Regions from separate parts of the Sus scrofa genome. Here regions 1 and 3 are each linked to region 2. The links are chromatin contacts, called in public Hi-C maps. All regions are on one chromosome and are shown on one strand. The core of a region is the stretch at or near the end of the contact, and the rest is flanking DNA. Distances in the headings are between cores, read along the strand shown.

Evidence for each region. Hi-C and Micro-C count contacts between places; a contact is called where the count stands out from the background.
Region 1: a contact with region 2 is called in a Hi-C map of omental adipose tissue, with 2.6 times the contacts expected there. The contact joins two enhancer-like sites. A contact is called at or near these places in 17 of 47 Hi-C or Micro-C datasets (alveolar macrophages, brain, embryonic fibroblasts and 11 more) and 1 of 2 datasets of contacts at active chromatin or transcription factors (skeletal muscle).
Region 3: a contact with region 2 is called in a Hi-C map of embryonic fibroblasts, with 4 times the contacts expected there. The contact joins two enhancer-like sites. A contact is called at or near these places in 4 of 47 Hi-C or Micro-C datasets (embryonic fibroblasts, fetal heart ventricle and heart right ventricle).

Annotation. Positions count from the first base shown.
Region 1 is chr4:31,635,665-31,640,340 of Sscrofa11.1, forward strand. The region is part of intron 4 of ZFPM2 (zinc finger protein, FOG family member 2); the gene reads right to left. Among named protein-coding and RNA genes, the nearest start is that of ZFPM2, 360 kb to the right of the region's middle. Within about 2 kb of position 2,522, at least 2 of the 83 cell types and tissues checked have an H3K27ac peak or open chromatin away from gene starts, as enhancers often do. A contact at or near this core is called in omental adipose tissue, where this site is marked.
Region 2 is chr4:32,516,884-32,521,509 of Sscrofa11.1, forward strand. All of the region lies in intron 2 of LOC110260243 (a long non-coding RNA gene), which reads right to left. Among named protein-coding and RNA genes, the nearest start is that of LRP12, 180 kb to the right of the region's middle. Within about 2 kb of position 2,823, at least 4 of the 83 cell types and tissues checked have an H3K27ac peak or open chromatin away from gene starts, as enhancers often do. A contact at or near this core is called in omental adipose tissue, where this site is marked.
Region 3 is chr4:31,745,227-31,749,763 of Sscrofa11.1, forward strand. All of the region lies in intron 4 of ZFPM2 (zinc finger protein, FOG family member 2), which reads right to left. Among named protein-coding and RNA genes, the nearest start is that of ZFPM2, 250 kb to the right of the region's middle. Within about 2 kb of position 3,210, at least 9 of the 83 cell types and tissues checked have an H3K27ac peak or open chromatin away from gene starts, as enhancers often do.

The sequences.
Region 1 (4,676 bases), core at 1,272-3,771, 880 kb before region 2:
ACATTTAGCATTTTTTACAAATTACATTAGCATTCACAAAGACATTAAAAACAAGTGTTCAGTCAACATGATAACACATCGTATAATTTCAAAGGAAGAAATGGGACTACAGATCATTGTACGTCTATAAATGGAAAGGGAGTTTGGCTCTGCCCAGTGCTTTGAAAATCCATCTTTCAAGGTCGGCCCTTGACAGTCGAGTTAGGAAGGGCAGCATGGAAGGCAGGGTGGCCTCTTGCCAAGCTGTTGCAGATGAGTGGGTGATCTTAGGGGAATGAACTGCAAAATCTCAAATTTTTGCTTGTGTGATGATAAAACCAGAGCCAAATGATTTTTCTAAGACTGGATGGCCTTCTGTTCCATTTTTATTGTGCAGCTTGGAATGATAAATTTTACTGTGTGTTAATTTGCACAAAAGGGTCAATGTTATGTTCAAAAGCGTAACGATTGTTTTCAGTAAGCTTAATAATAAAATACATTGTCTTTATCCCCCAATGGGTGCAAATATCCTCAGACTACTCTCATCTGGCTATAGAAAAACTGTACCGTTATCACTGCCCTTAAGAATAAAGGGGAGAAAAAGTCTTGATTCTCAGTGTTTCACCGATTCCTCTTAGCTGGACTCTGTTATGACAGGATTTGGTAAAATATATTCATGTTTTATATCACAAGGCATCAGTCACCTTTAGGTAGGAGTCTCAAGAAAAAGAAGAAGCACAAGGAGGAGACGCTGGGGGGTTCCTCCTCAGGGAGGCTGTCCTCTAGGACAGCACCACATGCCAGGCACTGAAATCGGGGTGTGGTTCAGTGCAAGGAGTATTACCCTCAAGATGCAGTTCATCAAGAAGTTTATCAACAAGTTCATAAGAAGAATAGACTTGGATGACATCATGACTCTTAGGCCAACATATTTCTCTTCGTTTACCAAAGCCAAGGTGAAACATATACCTCACTCTTGACCAGCTGCATTCTAGGGGAGTTGGGAGTAGGCAAAGGAGGGAGTCCAAGAGTGATCTGGAAATGGGTTTCTGGAGGAAAGGCATGGAGATAGGTGTTGCTTTCTGACCTTCTGAGCTGAGTGACATTCCCTTAAACTCACTACAGCTACCTATGTCTCTATCTAGTCACACCTTCCTCACCATCTCGGTGGTTTTTTTTTTTTTTTTTTTTTTTTTTTTTTTAATGTTCTTTTGATCGCTTTTGCTTTACTATTGCATTTTGGCCTTGAATTTCTCAATGGGGCTTAATGGTTTAGAGTAGCTAAGATATTCAGATATTGTGCAGGAGAACAGAAGAGTTAACTTACTGCTTAGGTCATAAAGTATCCTCCATGGTTTAGTTATGACTTGAAAAGCCACCCAGAAACTACAGCTTATTGTTTAATGTTTCTTAAACATTTACTATGGATCTCATTTTCACTCACAAGAGCAAGGAGTTCCCTGGACATGAGGTGTCATTTTAATAGGAGTTGGATACATACATTTTTAAGCAGAAAGTCCCATGGCTCTAGTTTGTGTTCAACTACCTTCCTTGAGATCAATAATCAATACTTGCTCCCTCTTTTTTTTTTTTTTTAAAAAAAATAAGCATTTCTAAGTTTGAAGACCTACCCTCTGGGTGTTCCCATACTGCATCATCTGCATAACTCATCTCCTTTGCTGCCCTACAGAGAACTGTCCTGTGCAGTCATCTCCATACCATAAGGAAACCTTATTGGGCCCGTGGGAGGGAAGCCTGGATACTGGATCCAGAAGATGATTAAAGGAAATCTGTTGGAATCCTGCAAATCCTGATATGATTCTTTCTAACATCTTCATGAACCACTCCTTCAGCTCTGAATTTACTAAATCAAGGATAATTAAAAAAAAAATCAATCTTCTGTAGCCTGATAAAAATTAAAACATAAAAAAAGGGAAATAGAAAATGAAGGTGGAATTTGAGGAGAAAAAAAGAATCGACTCACTTCTCAGTAAATTTTTCTTAATACAGGTAAGGAAGGTATAGCAGATTAAGTTATCTTTATATCTCTATTAAAATGAAAGTAAAAAGAAGATGCATTATTAAAGTTATGACATTTCTTTCCTGTACACAAAGAGTCTAGTTGAAGTATTCAGTACAGCCAAAATTTTAGGGAGTGGAAGATTGCTAAAGAAGGAACTGAAAACATCAAGACAGGATATAATTAAGGCTTAAAAAGGATTTCAACAGAGGTAGGGTCAGCCTGAGGACAAATTGTGGTAATGTTTTATAAGCAGTGATAAGAGGAGATACAGCATTAAAAATAAGAGTTCAAGATCAAGATTCATTTTCAAATTTTAGCCTTTGAGAACCAACAAAGTTCTGACACAAGGAAAATGATAACAAAGTCAGAAACATGGATCCGCTCCTGCCCTGGCCTCCCAAAGAAAGAGGAGAGGACACAGAAGGCAGGGAGAGAAGAAGATAGAACGCTTACTTTAGAAGAAGATAGAACGTTTATCTGACTCTCTGTAGTATCCTATAGAGGGAAGTTATATTTGGGCCAAGAAGTGGTCGGTGAAGCCAAGAGGAAACCTGGGGGATCAGAGAGCGAATCAAAAGAAAAGGGAGGCAGAAATCAACTCATGACAGATCCTGATTTTTATCTTGAGTAGCATGAGTCGCTCAACCTAGCTCAGTGGGAATGCAAAGGGTCCGCTTTTTTTTTTTTTTTTTAAACAAAGTAATACGTGCTTCATAAACGACCACGTTTCTTTTGTAGCTGAATCTGCTTTTCAGAGGCTGTAAAGTAAAACAACAGAGAAATCTGCTGAAAACATGCAAAGCCTGATAGATAACAAACTATCCTTGGATAAAGAAAACTGGGTTTTTCCCCCATAATCTTTCCAAATAAAAGATATTAAGTAAGACATCTCTAGCATATATCTGTCTTAGTCCATTGAATGTCACTCATAAGACTGTAAATATTTATGGCTGGTAGGAATCATGAAGGGCTTCTAGACTTTCTGTTAGAGATGAAGAGAATAGAGCTCTAAGAAGTGAGGTGTTGCATCAAAGGTCACAGTCAGTGTGTACGTGTGTGTGTGTTTTGTTTTCCACATGAGAGTAACTTGTCTTCCAATATAGAACTGCTATAGGATTAACATGTAGTTTATGACTTAATAGTAGTAAAGCCTAACCATGACATCTCATTTTTTTTTCTCCAAATAACTTACTGAGGTTGAGGATGTCATTATTTTCATTGAAATAAAGGTTTAAAGAATTGAATGATTCACAATTTTGGAGTTTCTCATTTATGGGACAGAACTCAAGCTGGCTCCTTCCAAAGCTCTTTTGTTCTGCAGCCTCTCATCTAGTTAAGGAGAACACAATCAAGTCATCAGTTTAATAAACACAGGATACCTCTCATAATTGTCAGCTTTGGCAAAGGATCCTCATCCTCGTGGGAAGGAGCCTTGACAATTGGAGTGTAAGTCCAATGTGCAGCATGGATATAGCACCACTCTTAAATTCAATATCTTATAGGTGACTGACGATATTGTAAGAGAGGAAACGAGGTAGTGATGGCCTTAGTGAATTAATAAAGAGATCCTTCTGTGGTTCTAGAGATATTTATACATCTCCAGGTTTAAAACAGTGGAGAAGTAACAGGCGTCAAGTCTCTCCCCAAATAAGGTATAAACGGACTAATCAATATTCATAGAATCTTGTTATCCCAGTAGTTTTAAAAAATTAGTTAACTGTATGAAATTTGTGGTAGTAATTTATATAAAATATGCTATTAACTTATGTTCTCCGGCTTTAGTAACTAACCCCTCCCATGTAACCACAAAAATATCTAAGGAGAATATTATGCCACATTCTTTTAAGAAGCATCTCTTCATAAAGAGTTAAAAATCCATTCGCTTTGAATAGATGTTCCTACTTTCCCAGGACCTGATGGTGTTGTTAAATCTAGGAGGTCGTATTATTTTTGTGAATAATACACAGGGATTTAACTGTGCATCTTCTGCAAATAATAATGGAAGATGAATGTATAAATCCTTGAATACAATGCAAATGAATGTCACCCTTAAGGAGAAGGAGGACACGGATGTGTGTATGAGTTTCTCATTCGAGTAAGTTTCCCCTCAATAAATGACATGCAATTGCATATTTAACTAGAGATGCCTACTCTAAGGTAAATCAAAATGTTCATCCTTCCCTTAAATTCCTATAAGAAACATTAAAGTAATCAACAACAGCCTTCCCCTCTCCCCAGGTCTATGTACATTTTTGCAGGGAAAAAAACTATATACACAGGGAGAGAGAAAGAGAAGAAGGACAGAGGTGAAAACTACTTCTGTTCATAAAACGCAGTTTTTTACATACCATCCTGTAAAATGACTTTGAAGTTCCCAAATAAGAACTGTAGCCAGCAATGCATGTGAAATAGTTTCACTGTTGTAAACTACGAAAATACTGCTTTTCTAAAAGCAAAGAGAAGGGGATTCTGGAAAAATTTGGAAAGAAATTGGACCCTTTGAATGATTAAAAATCATTAAATCTTTTAATGAAATAGCAACAGAAGCTTAATCGTTGTAAGTTTAAGATATCAAAAGCATTTGAGCATCTAGCCTCTCTGAGTCTCTCATTTGTCAGCCCCAAATATTTTTTTTTGATATTCCCTGATTGTCTATTTTTCCCCAGTGAAAGTT
Region 2 (4,626 bases), core at 1,573-4,072:
CTCCTTATTTTAGTTCACTAGTACATGAAAACAGAGCAAATGTTACACTAGTAGTGAATACAGTCAGGTTGGTACTTAAATACCAGCCTCACCCATCAAGCTAGAAATGAAAAGGCAATATTTCGTACTGCATATTGCAGGGTTTGTTTTTTTTTTAAAGAAGAACAGCAAAGCAGTATTTTTGTGATATTCTGAAAGACTGATATTTGACAGTGTAAAATATCTTCTCCTTATAAATCCATTCTTTGGTAGAGAAAAAGACCTGTAATTTCACTTTTATAATCCAGTGTAAAGCAGCATATCTCATATTTATTTAGCTTGGTGCTTTCCTTCTATTTAAAACATTTATTAAGCAGAGAGACCCCAGTGACATGTAAATTTCATTTTCTATGCCCTGTAGATTAAAATACATCTGTTTCAGCCATCATTCAGGAAAGAAATAATTTTAATAGTTCATTTTATTAAAAAAAGATTTATGTCAGCATTCAGTTATGACAAGAGAAGGCAAGTGACTTGCACATAATGCCAAGAGGCAGCTTTTTTTCCAACAGAATTTTATCCAAATTGAACTGAACTGTGTCCCTAAAATATATAAAGGGAGCCAAGTAACTTTGCTTCCTGATATGTTGTTACTGATTCACTAAAACAGCAGGTAAAATGTTCTTTGTTAAGCTTAATCTGTGATGTTCTAGTGTGTGCATTATTCCATAATTAAAACTGTACAGCTCTTATTCCAGTAGACTTTTCTCCTGTGTTAAGGAAAAATATTTAGAGATGCATTTTTGAGTATGGTACTTAATGAAATTTCTTTGCTTCTAATTATGTGTGGTGTAGTTTAAAAGCAAACAATGTTTATATAAAATATCCAGAATAGGCAAATCTATAGAGACAGAGAATAGATTATAGCTCCTGGGGACAATTGAGGAGTGAAAGAGGGTGACTGCCAATGCGTAGAGGGTTTCTTTCCGGAGTGATGAAAATGTTCCAAAATTGATTGTGGTGATGGTTATGCAATTCTGTGAATATGTTCAAAACCATTGAATCATACACATAAATAAATGAATGAGTCATATGGTATGTGAATTTCTATCTTAGTAAAGCTTTGATTTTACAAAAACAAACAGAAAGGTGAACACAACTCCATGGCCTGGTCCCTGCAAAAGTCATCTGCTGGGTGGGCAGATAGATGTGTAAACACATAATTAAAATGGCAATGTGATGAATCAGAAACCAAAAAAAAAAAAAAAACTTTATTAAAGGTTCTCTGCCTGATAGAATCCCTTACAGGAGAAAGACCAAATCTCAGTATCAGTGATGTCTAAGGAAGAGCTTTCCTGACTGAGGGAACAGTATATGAAAAGGTGGGAAGGCAAAGAGACAGGAGAGAGCATCAGCTTTCAAGAAAGATGTGACTATTTTGCTCCAAAAGTCAAGGAGTCGGTATCTAGGAAGAGGCAGGAGGTGACAGTGAAGCTATAGGAAAAGGAACTGCCTGATGGGAATGTTTCCACCTTGTTTCAAATTATAAAGGGAAGCAAGGCAATAATTAGTATTCCTAACAATTGAAAGTAAATGATCACAGAATCCAACTGTAATTAGCTGATTATTTTGTTTATTACTTTGTTCTACTTGCATATTCTATACAGGAAAATTAGTTGCCTTGGCCTATGGGGGTTTTTTGGCGGCCCTGCAGCATACAGAGCTCCTGGGCCAGGGATCAGATCCAAGCCACAGCCATGAACTAAGCCGCAGCAGCAGCAATGCCAGATCCTTAACCCACCGTGTCTGGATGGGGATCGAACCTGTGCTCAAGTGCTCCCAAGACACTGTGGATCCCTGTTGCACTTCAGCAGGAGCTCCTGGCCTATGTTTATGCTTAGTTATTTCAATAAGGAACTCTGTTTTTCTTCAAATTGATTAGTAAGAGTTAAGTGGGAAACCCCTGTCAAATTGGTTGTTTCTACGCTTCGCCACATATGTGGTGAAGTCAACCACCTAAACCACAAGACCGCAAGAGACCCCACAGTCCTCTTCACAGCAGCATATTTTCATAACATGGAGATATAAACCACCTACTAAGCATCACTCTAACAAAAGCCAAGCCTATTACATCAAGGCAAATGCTACTGGAGCTTTTTTATTATTTTTTTTTTTTTTTAAGAGCTGTACCTGCAGCATATGAAAGTTCCCAGGCTAGGGGTTGAATCAGAGCTACAGCTGCCGGCCTACGCCACAGCACAGCCACAGCAACGCCAAGATCCAAGCCACGTCTGCGACCTACACCACAGCTCATGGCAACACCAGGTCGCCTACCCACTGAGAGAGGCCCGGGATGGAACCTGCGTCCTCATGGATGCTAGTCGGGTTTGTTTCTGCTGCTCCATAATGCGAACTCCTACTGAAGCTTTTTAAAACCAACTTGAAAGAAAAAACACAATTTGGGAAGAAACATGTTCTGCAATAGCAAAACTAAAATGACTACAATAATGTCACAAGAGAATTTTAATGCCCAGGTTGGAAAAGGTTCATTGCACACAGACCACATCAATGTCAGCAGTTACACCTGCCTGACTTAGCTCAGTTCCTGGAGAACAAGGGCTAGACACAGGACACCCTTACTCCAAACCCTTTGTCAGGGTCATGGTCTTCCCACATTTATTCCTTATTCGTGTCCTATTTCTCGACACTGGGATCAGTGTTAAGAAAAGACACACATGGAAAAAGCAGCTCACATATCGTTGAAGGCTTCTCCCGAGCCAGACCTGTGCTAAGCATTTCACATGCACCATCCCATAAAACTCCACTTCTTGAAAGCACTGAGCCACCCACACAGGGTCTTTATGATTTGTTACTCACATCAGGCATCTTCTCACTCATCTTTCAGCAACTAACTAGACAGGCATAATTATTATCAATCCAAATACACCAACAAGGAAAATGAGGCTGAACCAGAAGAAGTGGCTTGCCCAGGATCAGATACATGGCGATGGCAGCCCCTGGACCGGGGCCCAGGTGTATCTGAAGCCCACGCCCGAATTCCCAACCCTGTCACCATTCTGCTCAACACCCCGAAAGCCCAGGCTTCATGTCAACATAGGCAAAGGACAGCTGGGAGAGGAAGAAGCCCCCAGGGAAGAGAAGCAGAGAAGCTGGGAACAGCCAGACACTCCAAGCTGGGTGACTAACGAAGGAAACCAGACGATTAGATGACACTCTGCATGGTTGCTACTTGGCACCATCACTCACGCCCACATCCAAGCTTTCAGAGCAGGAAACTGGGACTTCCTTGCCTGCTATGGTTGAAAATCAGCATTGCTGCTCTGCTGCTGTACCTCCTTCTTCTCTGACCACATTCTTTCCCTGCTGTTTTTTCATTTGATATCATCATTCCACAAATATTAAGACCCTACTAGGTGCCTGATTCTCTTCTAGGCACTAAGAATACATAGTGAATAAAACACACAGTGACTTGCTATCATATACCTTACATTTTTGTGGAGTTAGATCATACACAAATACATCTCACCCTCTCATCTTCCCCTGGGTCACAAGTCACTATCTAAAAACGTCATGAATTCTTGGAAGGTCTGATATCCAAAGGCTTGAGCTTTATAAAGTATACAGACTTTTTTTAAAAATCTAGAATCAAATGATAAAATATATGCTCAGGAATCTTTCTTAACCATCCCATAACAGGACGGGGGACCTGGAACCACCTTTAGCTACTACATGGGTCTATCTGTTTTTAAAAGAGGCACGTCACATGAATTACTAACCTTGGTTATTCCCATGCACAGACCTATACATCCACCACCCTTGAGAGAATCAAATAAATGATTAGGGCTTCATCTGCTTTTGTTTTTCCTTTTAAATCTGTTAGCCTACTGATCTCAACTGGTCTACATTTTTTTCATCAATAGAGCATTTAAATACTCAGTCTTCTAACAATTGAGAAGTACTGAACAGATATAACTCAACTTCCAAAACGTTCCCTTCTTAAAGTAAAGAGACATCATTTCAGCTTAAAACAGATGGTGTCGATATTTTGCTAAGTGATATATGACCAACTCTGGGGAAATTTTGATAAGTGTAGACACAGAAAAAGTTTGTATAAACTGTTTCCCATACAGAATTGAGGAGAGAAGTCTATTTATTATGAGGCAGACATGATTTATATACTTTCCTATGTGACAGTCACAAAAAGAACACTGTTTTTGAAATGTATAGACAAAAACAAATCTGATGATCTTCTATCCAACTGTATCTACTGCCAGTAAAGATTAAAGAAAATTGGAATCCACTTACTTAAAAAACAGATTTGCTAAAATTCGGAGCCCATGGGAATATGAGGTTCAGAAACCTTTTCATGGTTACCCTCCTCTGCCCTCCCCCACCTCATTTCCACTTAACGGTAAATTTTAGGGGGAAACTGCAACTTAGAAAAGATGCTACAAATTCACTTTTCTGACATAGCAAGATTGACGTTTCAAAAAATAAAAGTATAGTTCTGAATGAACAGGGACTTACTCAAGGAGCTGGACCTAGCATAATAAAAGAGCAAATTCAATGAAATAAGGTTATTAACTTATTAATAGTTTAGTAAAAGATTAAAGAGTTGCTTTTGAA
Region 3 (4,537 bases), core at 1,960-4,459, 770 kb before region 2:
TTCACAAAAATAGAGGAATCTTTTAAATTTCCACAGAGAGAGGCTGCAATTATGCCGTTGCTTCATATCTAAAATGATGAATTAATCAAAACTGAAGGCTATTTCAGTGAGAGGTGAAAAATAATCAAACTATGACAGCAGCATTTTAAAATAAACATAACTCCAACCACTACCATTTTTGTACTCATGTAATAAGCAACTTTATCTAAATAATTTATTTCATTAAGGAGATTTTTTTGCCTTATATTATTCTATAAATTTCTAGCACTTTGCTTTGTGCCCTGTAGGCTCAAGTCGTTGAGACCTGGCATTAGATTAGGATTATGTAGTTTCTAGAACCATGGTCCTCAGAGTTTGTGCTGTCTTACATAAAGCATATAGCCACCAAGACCCCTTCTTCTTAGCAACACTAGCTCCTGCACTGATTTTCAATGAGAATCCCTCCTAGGTGAAGCCCATATTAGTCATTTCAACTGAAGGTATTTATTTTGACAAGCTGACCTCCAAATTCTGATAATTACTTTCATCTCCCCCAAAAATCAAAACACTGTTCTAGACTTCTGTGAAAATGAAAAAAAAAAAAAATCACAGTAACAACTATCAGAGAAATGCAAATCAAAACTATAGTGAAGTACCACCTTGACTGGTCATTAAAGTCAACAAATAACAAATGCTAGAGAAAAGGGAACCTTCCCACACTGTTGGGAGGAATGTAAATTGGTGCAACCATTAGGGAAAACAGTATGGAGGTTCCTCAGAAAACTAAATACAGAGTTACCATATGATCCAGCAATCTCACTCCTGGGCACATATACAGACAAAACTTTCATTCAGAAAGATACATGTACCCCTATGTTCATTGCAGCACTATTCACAATAGCCAAGACATGAAAACAACCTAAATTTCCATCAACAGGTGAATGGATTAAGAAGATGTGGTACATATACACAATGGAATACTACTCAGCCATAAAAAGAACAAAATAATGCCATTTACAGCAACTTGGATGCAACAAGAGATTCTCATATGAAGTGAAATAAGTTAAAAAGAGAAAGACAAGTACCATATATATCATTTATATGTGGAACCTAAAATATGGCACAAATGAACCTATCTACAAAACAGAAACAGATTCACAAACATGGAGAGCAGACTTGTGGTTGTCAAGGGGGAGGAGAGGGAGTGGGATGGAGGGGGAATTTGGGCTTAGTAGAGGCAGGCAATTACATTTAGAATGGATAAGCAATGAGGTCCTACTGTGTAGCACAGGAAACTATATCCAATCACTTGTGACAGAACATGACAGAAGATAATATGAGAAAAAGAACGTGTGTGCGTGTGTGTATGTGTGTGTGTGTGTGCGCGTGTGTGTGTGTATAAAACTGGGTCACTTTGCTATACAGCAGAAATTGAAAAAACACTAAATCAACTATAATAAAAAAATTTACAAATCACAGAGACAAAGACCATAGTAATAAGTCAAAATTATATTGGATTAAATTAGGATGCTTATATAAAAAACATTCCACTGGTTGCTAGTGGGGAGAAGAAAGGAGGAAGGGGCAATATAAGGGTAGGGGACTATGAGGTATAAACTACTACATATAAAACAAATAAGCTACAAGGATATATAGCACAGCACAGGGAGTACAGTCAATATTTTGTAGTAACTATAAATAGAATATGATATTTGAAAATTGTGAACCACAATGTTGCACACCCAAAATTTACATAATGTTATACGTTAACTATACTTCAATTAAAAAAAGAAAAAAAAATTAGGAGGCTTATATTATAGCTATTTTTTTTTTCCTGTGTCTCCAAGTTTTCTTCTGTAAAATAAACTACTATCTACTTCACATGAATGATGCACATGTTGGATTAGATAACAAAAGCAAAAATGAAGTTCGAGATGTTTTATCAATGTTGGATGAAATCATCACAATAATGATCACTTTATAAGATTGAAATAAAAATTAAATGAGAATATGCTGGACCCTACGCCCTATGAGAACAGAAGTTTGCATGTTTTGATCACCCTTCTGTAGCTAGCACCTAGAACAATGCCTGACACATGGTAGGTGCATAACAAATGTTTGTCGAGTGACTATGTGTAACAAGCAAAGTGATCTATATAAGATGACCTCAGGGGTCTCAGATCAACTTTAGGAATGAAACAAAACTTATTTTCATGTTTTTACTATCGACATCCCAATCCTAATCATCTCCAATGTTCTATTTGTTGGCGTGATTGTTATATTTTCCCCACTAGACTGTAAACTCTATGAGGACAAGGACAGTGTTGAAATGATTCTCCACATTATTCCCAGGACCTAGCACTGGAGATATTTGTTGAGTAAAGCAAATTAATTTTAAAGGATGAAAACGCAGGGCTTATCATGGCAATAATATATCAAAGAGTAGACTACCAAGCACCATGTCAGCAGCCCCAAATTAGCAAGGATCCTGACAGGCAACAATGCATTAGTTATCTGCATGCCACAAACACTGATGAAAGATAGCAGAACATTCTTAGAGTGTTGTCTCTCATTGCAGGTGGAGTGCAGGAATTCGAAGGGATCTGTGTTATCATGCACACTCTTTTTTACTGGGATGGGCTCACAGGCACATTCAAACCAGCCATCACCACTGGGGACAGCATCAAAATGGATAGTCCTAAAAGATTCAGCAGAAAAAAACCAGTGATGGAGGACTCACGTTCCTTTCAATATATTAGTGTACAGAACAACCCTTTATCTAGTTGCCCTCCTCTGCTGGGGACCAGAAAATTTGTAACAAATATTTAAAGCGGTTTTTTGGAAAAGGTTCTGCCCCAGCCAACTATGGAGCTACATATTAGGCCTAGTGTCATGGAGACAAAACAGAAATGCAATCTGTGATGCTGCAGCTGCTTCGTGCTTTTGCCTGCCTCGCTGCTAAAGAAGGAGAAAAGGGGGCTGTCTGTGCTAAGAAAGTTTAATACCTTGGAGCAGATATATAAGGTATTATTTTGTTTTTTTGACAGGGTCCGGTGCTATTTTTACCCAGGTTGATGCGGGGGTTAGGTGAGGACTTTAGGAAGAAATCGTGATTTATTTTAAGCGCTGTTTGTGTAAGAGCAGCTCCCTCTGGACTCATTTCTGCCAGTTTTTCATTGTTCCCAATGTAAAAATGCCCCCTTCTCCCTCTTATTTTCCTTAAAAACACACACCAGCAAGTATCTCCCTGATAATCCCCCTAACAAGCCGATGATTGTTTGCTAGAATTCCTTCTCCCAGCATCACTGCTTCTATTTGTCAGTCTGGGTTCCTCCCCATTCCTGCGCCCAGCCTCCCTGCCTCCTCCATCGCGGGTGTTGTTTCTCATTTAAATGAACAGTTGGATTCTTTTATTTCTTACAAGTGCTGGATTCGCCTTATCGCCCTCATTCCTTTGGGGGTTGCCAATTGGTTTTATCCACGGATGTATCATTTCTCATGCTTCCTTTTTTTTTCTTGCAAAGAGAAAGAACCTCTCCGTCAACAAGCCTCTCCGGAGTGGAAGATTAAAAACCTAGACATCACCTACCTTGCAGCTCTACTCCCAACTGGGTTCTGTAAAACTCAATTAAACGTGTCCCCATTGAATACTGCATTACAGTACATTAAACAGAAAATTCTTCAAGCGTGATGACAAAGCTTGAAACCTTGCCTCAAAGCTGTTCCTTGTAGCTTTCTTTAACATTTCAGGCTTTGTGGTACAAGTGTCCCGTTGACACAACTTTAGCCAGCCATGAAAAAAAAAAAGAAAAAAATCACAGAGCAGCACGGGGATTAAACAAGAAAGGGGGGAAAGTGAAGTTAGACTTGGCACTTCCCTGGAGTCTCTATTGAAACTACACTGCCAACAGACCACTCGAAGCTGAAAAGTCTTCCAGAGGTCTGCGGTCTAACAATCGAAAATATAATTCCCTTATTTTGGGCAGGTGAGTTTTACAGATTTCTTTCTCTATCCAACATATTGTATCCCCCTGACTACACAGGAGAAAGACTGGAGTTCTTAGGGCAAGGCGTTTATGCAGACATATAGTCACAGAAATTTTAAAAGCCCAATGAATACTTTAGTCTCTTCAGGCTTAGTTCCTCATAGAACAAAACCAAAAAATCATTCCACATTCCTGCAAACCTCAAAACTGTTATTAACTGTAAACTCTGCCCTTCTATTTTTGTTTCCTGTCCTCTCCCACAGTTTTTATTTTCAACCTGGGTTGCCAAGAGGCAATCCCCCCTCTTAATTTGTTCACTGAATTAGGTTTTCAAAGCTTGTTTGTTAAGCAACTCACACAAGTTTACAAAATTTAGACTAAAATTTTTTTCATCAGATTAGAGATATTACTGTTCTGCCAACTTCACGGTTTTTGATTACTTGAGGCATTTCTCTGCTTTCAAATTTTGGCAATTCAAAGCATAACACCCCCCTCTTGTTTATAGAACCCAGCCCACTTGCTGGTGTAGCTAAAGAGGAAAATGAACTGGCTGCTTTAAGGCACTGTTTTAT